Regions from separate parts of the Mus musculus genome. Here region 2 is linked to region 1. Evidence: chromatin contacts called from public Hi-C data. All regions are on one chromosome and are shown on one strand. Each heading gives the region's core, a stretch centred on a gene start, on an enhancer-like site or on the middle of the called end of the contact. The rest is flanking DNA. Distances are from core to core; before and after follow the strand shown.

The links. A called contact is a pair of places that touch in the nucleus more often than the background predicts.
Region 2: a Hi-C map of the Ba/F3 cell line shows a contact between it and region 1, with 6 times the contacts expected there. The contact joins two enhancer-like sites. A contact is called at or near these places in 20 of 484 Hi-C or Micro-C datasets (the Ba/F3 cell line, the HPC-7 cell line, cranial neural crest and 3 more), 1 of 115 datasets of contacts at active chromatin or transcription factors (embryonic stem cells) and 1 of 9 other capture datasets (embryonic stem cells).

The regions. Positions count from the first base shown.
Region 1 is chr6:148,465,807-148,469,514 of GRCm38.p6, reverse strand. No RefSeq gene overlaps it. Among named protein-coding and RNA genes, the nearest start is that of Tmtc1, 23 kb to the right of the region's middle. Within about 2 kb of position 1,799, at least 32 of the 459 cell types and tissues checked have an H3K27ac peak or open chromatin away from gene starts, as enhancers often do. A contact at or near this core is called in the Ba/F3 cell line, where this site is marked.
Region 2 is chr6:148,911,578-148,915,285 of GRCm38.p6, reverse strand. No RefSeq gene overlaps it. Among named protein-coding and RNA genes, the nearest start is that of Caprin2, 17 kb to the right of the region's middle. Within about 2 kb of position 1,940, at least 21 of the 459 cell types and tissues checked have an H3K27ac peak or open chromatin away from gene starts, as enhancers often do. A contact at or near this core is called in the Ba/F3 cell line, where this site is marked.

The sequences.
Region 1 (3,708 bases), core at 550-3,049:
GGAGCTAGCCTGGTCTCATGCATGCTTCTTGCTGGCTGAGAAAGACTCCACTGATGGAGTCCCATCATTGTGTCAAACTAGTCAAGCAAGCAGATTCTGTTTAACACTTTGTCTCCTAGATGCCCATGCCAAAGCCAAGGCTAAAGGTGTGGGTCTGTCTTCCATGTAGAATGTTAGAGAACATTCCAGTTTGAATTGGGAAATGGTTACATCTTTGGGCTCTCCCCACATCCTGACCCAGGTGTGCTGTTTTCAGTTTTGTACCCAGGGTGACACCACTGGACACTGCAGGGTTTAGCCACTGGGCTTGCTGGGGTTTTGATATATACAGCACCCTAAGTGTTTCCCATGGCATACGGGCCTCCCTTCCAGTGCCAGTGTCTATTTACCTCCTGAGGCATTGGGAATGACTAAAGAAAGTAAGCTATTTAAGGGTCAGCTAGTATAGATCCATGATTTCAGAAAATCAAGGTCAAACATCTGTTTTTTTTTTTTTCAGATTTTAGAGAATCTAACTGACCCATGAAGGTCCCAATAAACTCCTTCTATCCTTTCTTCTTTTCCATATTCTGTTGTCTTTCCTTTTGTTATTTTGAAATGAGGATTCATGTGGCTCAAACTGGCTTCCAACTCATTATGTAGCTGAAGCTGATCTTGAACTCCTAATCTTTCTATTTCTACCTTCCTCTGCTGAGATTACAGGCAAATGCCACCATATCCACCTCTTTTCTTCCTAGTCCTGATTGCGAGCTTTACTGAGCCTTGTAACTCTTCTGAGAGAGGGACAGCAATCTTACCCTGTGGTGACAGTCATACCTGCAGGCAGGAAGTCATAGTCAGCTTCTCATCACAGCACAGCATCATGTAAATTAGCATAACATTAAAATTTCCAACCCAGAAAAAGTCCAATTTCTTCTTGTGAGAGTCAGAAGTCTACTCAGCAATGCTATCCAACTGTATTGTCTTGGGCCATTAATAAAGTTGGATTGATGTTGATTCAACATTTGGAAGAGTTGTGGATAGCAGGGTGAACTTGCAAGTGAATTATTGCACAATTACTAGATTAACCAAGGAGAAATGACAAGGGCGGGCAGGAGTGATGGTTCTGGGCAAGCTAAGTCAGACAGTGTCCAGCACATGGAAGATGGAATGAGCTCTGCAGACTGGGGCTCACTAATGGCTGCTCCGCACCAGCATGGAAAGCTTTCCCTCAAGCTCTGTGAGGACACTTGTTACAGGATACACACCCCTTTCCTACTCTGTGGTGTTGAAATACCCAGTTTTAGGAACAGCCCTTTGAGAGTCATGCTGGGCTATGCCCAGAATGGATTATAGTGTCTGGCCTGAACTCAGGGAAACTCTGAGAAGGTTCTGTAGGTTCTCAGGCCCTGCTGGAGGCAGATCTGTCCCTTGTCAGATGTCAACTGGATGCCTGCCCAGTGTTCAACAGCAAACAGCTGATAGTTCTGAGTCCTGCAGCCTCTGCCTCTGCCCTTCCCGATGTGAAGCCTCCACCTGCTCCATGGTTCCTTGAAGCCATTGCAGTGGTGGCTGCTATGATTACATTTCATGTCACCCTCAATTAACCTGACAGGATACAGTCCTTCCTCCCCCCCCCCCCCCCCCACGGAGACTAAGAGGAAAGAAGAGGCTTAAGGTAAAAAACAGAAAAAACTTTTATGTTCCTGGCTCTCCTGCAGGTAAATCTCTCAGAAAATTGCACTTTTATTGTTTCCAGGCCTTTAGCTCACACTGCAGCAGCCCCGGCCTGGAAGGTCCTGTTGACTCATCCATCAGCTCTCACAGGGTGGGAACCCCTGTGAGACTGGGGCCACTCAGCATAGTGGAGATGCTAATGACAGAGGCCCAGCAAATCAATCCTCATGCCTGGAGGGTACCTCAGGTTTCATCTTCCAGATAAAAATAGCACAGAGCTTGATTGCAAAAGAAATAAACAGAGAGTGTGTTATTTGTGCACAAGTGTGTGTGTGTGTGTGTGTGTGTGTCCCCAGAGGATAGTGCCAAAGCCAAATGCCTGTGGAATTTTCCAAGGAAAAATAAAAATGTAGTTGCTGTCACGCTCTTTCAGGGAATTCCCCCTCCTCCCCCTCCACCCTCTGAAGCTGGACTGTAGACAACCCAGAAGCACTGCAGTCTGTACTAAAGTGATGCCTATTAGATAATTCTCCATGTACACATGGGGCTCATGACATAGCTACTCACAACATCTGTACAACATATGAATAGCATTTATTACACAGAAAGCAATATTGATAATTTAATTGAGTTGGGAAAGAAACTTATTAAATTTAATGGATTACAGGTTATTATTTCACTGAATTAATTAATCATTGAAGGCCTAAGATATAGGGTTGACAAATTAGCAAAAATGTATCTGGTATGGTGGTACACTCCTTTAGTTCCAGGGCTCAGGAGGTAGAGAAAGATATATCTCCTAAGTTAGAAGCCATTCTGGTATACATAGTGAGTTCCAAGCTAACAGGGGCTACTGACCATGTCTCAAAAAACAACAACACAACACAACAACAAAAGGGACACCAAATCTGATCATTCGCTTTATTTATCAACTTGACACTAATGAGTCAACATGGGTAGCACCCTTCCCTAGGCAGGGAGTCCTGAAATATATGGAAGTAGAGAAAGCAAGCAAGTAAAATGAGCATGAACATATTCATTACTGTCTCCTCTTAGCTGTGGATGTGATAAGACTGAAGTTTCTGCCTTGACTTCCCCGCAAGAATGTACTATAACCTGGAATTGTAAGCAATTCTTTCTTAACCAAATCCCTTTGATAAAGGTCAGGACATTTTTATCATCAGAGCAACAGAAATTAATCTAAGATATCCAGTTAATCTTGATTTTCAGATAAATGATAAGTAACATATATTATATGAAATATAGTTATACCAAAACTTATCTGAAATTTAAATTTAGCTGGCTATTTTATCTGTCAGTTTTACCAAAAGACTTACTTACAAGCTAGGTAAAGTAAGATATAACTGTAATCCTAGCTTTTTGGGAGACCTAAATGCTAATATTCCTGGAGCTCAGGAGTTTGGACTCAGCCTGGGGAACATGGTAATATGCCATTCATCAGATCAAAACGAAAAAGAAGGAGAAGAAAGAAAAAGGAAGAGAGAGAGAGAGAAGGAGGGAGGGAGGAAGGGAGGGAAGGAGGAAGGAAGGAAGGAAAGAAGGAAGGAAGGAAGGAAGGAAGGAAGGAAGGAAGGAAGGAAGGAAGGAAGGAAGGGGAAAATACTAAATTATCCAAGAGAAACATGAGAGTGGAAAGATCTATTTTTGGCTCACAGTCTTAGAGGTATCAATCCTTGAATGGTTCTTTACACATCACAAAAACTCAGGACAGGGATAGGATATGTATGGCAGAGAGAGTTCTTCGTCTTATGACCAGGGAGCAGAGAGCTAGGAAGGGACTGGGGACCAGATGTAACCTGCAAAGTCACTTCTCCCATGACCTACTTCCAACTCCGCCATACCTCAAAAGATTCCAGAACCTCCCAACAGTGCCACCAGCTGAGAACCAAACGGTCCATCGATGAGCCTGTGAGGGACAGCTCACAGCTAAACTGTAGCACCAGAAATACTCCAAACGCACACGTGTTCCTTCAGTCCTCATCAGGCAATATGATTTCCCTGTTTAAAGCCAATCACTCCTGCAGTTGATGT
Region 2 (3,708 bases), core at 691-3,190, 450 kb before region 1:
TTACTTATTGTTTGTCTTATTTAAATTTTTAAAATTGTAATTAATTTTAAATTAAAATTTAATTTAAAATTTAAATTATTACTTATTTATTTGTATTTTGTTTTGTTTTGTTGTTTTTTTCAAGATAGAGTTTCTCTGTGTAGCCCTGGCTGTCCTGGAACTCACTCTGTAGACTAGGCTGGCCTCGAACTCAGAAATCTTCCTGCCTCTGCCTCCCAAGTGCTGGAATGAAAGGCATGTGCCACCACTGCCCAGCTTTATTATTTATTTATTTATTTATTTATTGTGTGTGTGTGTGTGTGTGTGTGTGCATGTGTGTGTATCCCAGAGATTGAACTCAGGTTTTCAGGCAAGCCTGTATTTACATGGGAATCTGATATACTCTTCTGGTCTCTGCGGAAGTCCTCACTCAACATATACATTCCCCTCCTTCCCAGACAGACATATAATAGACACATAATTAAACACAAAAATAAAAATCTTAAAAAAATAACTTGAAGCACAACATTGTGATTGCGGATTGTATTTAAAAAGCTGAACCAGATATATTTTAGTCTATATCAGGGTTTCCAGGGCACGGTGATACCTGTCTTTTGTTTTGTTTTAAATGTAGCCCAGGGAGGACTAAAACTCACTATATGTAGGTAGGAATAATCTTGAGTTCCTGATCCTCCTGGTTCTGCCTGTCAAATGCTAGGGTTGCAGGCATGGTCTGCCAAAGCTTGCCAGTACCTTGCCACCTTTTAAAAAATATATATTATTTTTAAACATTTATTTTGTGTCTATGTGTGGGCAGTTTTTATTGTTGTTGGTTTTTGTTTGTTTGTTGTTTGGTTTGGTTTGTTTTTTTTTAGAGGGTTTCTCTGTATAGCCCTGGCTCTGTGTCCATCTGTCTTACTCATCAGACTCAGAGGCATGGTGCCTGCTTTGGAGGGGAAGGAAAGATTGTACTCTGAAATAGTTGTAGGCCTGGCTAATGTGTATCCACAGGGATTGCGGTATATATGTGGGACTGGGTCCTGGGGACTGGACACAGGGAATGGAATTTTAAATGGGAAAAGGGAGAGTTTACTTACAACATTTTTTTCATGGTACAGAAATTGGTGCCCTGGCTAGTCCAGAAGATGGCGCTAATACACTGTATGGTTGTGTCTTACAAGTATTGCTTCTGTGACCTGAGGAAAACACTGGAAGCTCTGCTGTAGCAAATAGTTAAAGAAGGAAGTGGCTATGCCAAAATGCATATATTAGGGCTGTGCTTACTGAACAGATACTGGGGAGATTGAAGAAGGAGGACTATGAGTTGAAACCTGGCTTCAAAATAAAAGTGTGAAAAGAAGGAGGAGGAGAAGGAGGAAGAGGAGAAAGAGGAAGAGATGAAGGAAATGGAGAGAACAAGGAAAGGAGGGGAAAAGGAGGAAGACAAGTGTTTATAGGAAGATCTTGAAGATGCCATGTAAAACAAGTAAGTATACCCAGTAACAATGAGAAGTTGCTAAGTTAAATTTATTATAATGCATTTGACTTACTACTAAAACAAATAAATGAGCATTCTTCTTAATAAAACTGTATTATAAAAAAGAAAGGAAAAGGAAGACAGAAAGAAGAGAGTAGAGAGGGAAATGGTATTAATAAAATGGAATGGTGGAGTGTGTGACTGGCATATGAAAGGCTCCTGGGTTTGATCTCAAGAACCTCATATTTTGGTCAGAAAACCCACATCCCCCATGTTAAATGGCAGACCTAGAGGATATTCTATTCACACACATGCACTGGCAGAGAGAGAGAGAGAGAGAGAGAGAGAGAGAGAGAGAGAGAGAGACCCAGAGAAGGGAGCCAATGTAAAAAGTAAGAGTGGTAGGAGATAGTATCAGAGATCACAGTACTGGGCATGTCACTACCAGAGGCCTTCCAGAGCAGTACTGAGCAGTGTGGGGGCAGCATCAGATAACAGTCAGAAGCAGATGGACATGGAAGTCAGGGTTGGAACAGTCAGATCAGCTTGTAGTAGCTCATAAGGCCAAAAGTTCTCTCTCCTGAGGTAGATTTGTTGTTTTTAGACAGGATCTCGTTTTTGTTTTTGTTTTTTGTTTTTGTTTTTGTTTTTGTTTTTTAGCTCTATGCTCCTCCTCATCTTTTCCTATACGTCAAACTAAACTCATGCCAGCCAAACTCAGGGCCTCTTGGTTCATGTCATTATTCAGCCAGTGTTATCAACCATATTTCAAAAATCTACCCCTCTGCTCAGACGAGTTATTACCAGTGTATTTGACCTGAAGTACAGGACCATTGCTAGTGTAGAATACTAACATTTCCCTTGCTTGTCTCTCTGCCTCACCCTTGACTTTTATTCCATACTGAAGCCAAAGAGTCTTGTACAAGAACTAAGACTCAGATTAAAACATGACATCATCTAATGACTCTATTTAATGTCCTCTCTTCATTTCCCATCACACTTTGATTGAAAACCAAGCCTCTTCTTCTACTGCTCTCAAGACCCTAATGACCTTGACTTCCTTCTCTGTTTTTTTTTTTTTTTTTTTTAAATCACTTTCTCTCTGGCTTGAAGTTCTATGCATAGACACATAGGATCTCTCCCTCTCCCTCTCTCTGCCTCCCCTCTCCTTCCTTCTCTCCCTCCCTCCCTTCCTCCTTCCCTTCTTCTCTGTTGACCCATCCAGCAGGTCCAGTTATTCGAGGGTCTCGAGGGGACCTCCTCCTAATAACCAAATGGGGGGGTAGAGAGAGACGAGGGCCTTGTGCGAATAACGACACAGAAACCGTTCTGGAATGCATCAAAGCCCCCAATGTATTAGCCAGGCCCAAGGTTTAAAAGCACAAGAAAAAAGGGGAAGTGCCTTTCAGCAGGAGGAATGGGGCAGAGGAAATGCACCTCAGCAGGAGGGATGGGGCAGCAGAAATTTTTCTTTTGGCGACTACAAGGGGAAGCAGGAACTTGGTGGTATCAGGGTACATCTTGAGGTCAGGACATCTGGCGCTGACTTTCTCGGAGCGGTGCATCTGGTGGCCCGCTTTTGACCCCCTTTTCTTCTCGGGGGGAGAGGCCCAATTCAGAGATCAGGACAATAGCGTTGCCTTAATAGCTCCCAACACTCTGTCTCTCCCTCTGTCTCTCACTCATTAAAAAAATTCAACCTTTGGCTGGAGAGATAGCTCAGTGGTTAAGAGCACTGACTGCTCTTCCACATGGTGACTTACAACCATCTGAAATGGGGTCCGATGCCCCCTTCTGGTATGTCTGAAGACAGCTACAGTGTATTCACATACATTAAATACATACATACATACATACATACATACATAATTTAGAAAAAAACCCTCGACCTTAATTCAATACACTCCTGAATTGTTCTTACTCAGATATTCATGAAGCTTGTTCTATGTCAAAGAGGAAGGGTTAAAAAAGAGAATTGTAAAGTGAATAAGTAAAAAAATAATAATTTAAAAAGAGAGAATTAGGGCTGGTGAGATGGCTCAGTGGGTAAGAGTACCCGACTGCTCTTCCAAAGGTCCAGTGTTCAAGTCCCAGCAACCACATGGTGGCTCACAACCATCCGTAACAAGATCTGACGCCCTCTTCTGGTGTGTCTGAAGACAGCTACAGTGTACTTACATATAATAAATAAATAAATCTTTAAAAAAAAGAGAGAGAATTAAATATTTTTCTTCCTTTTGGTTTGATCAACT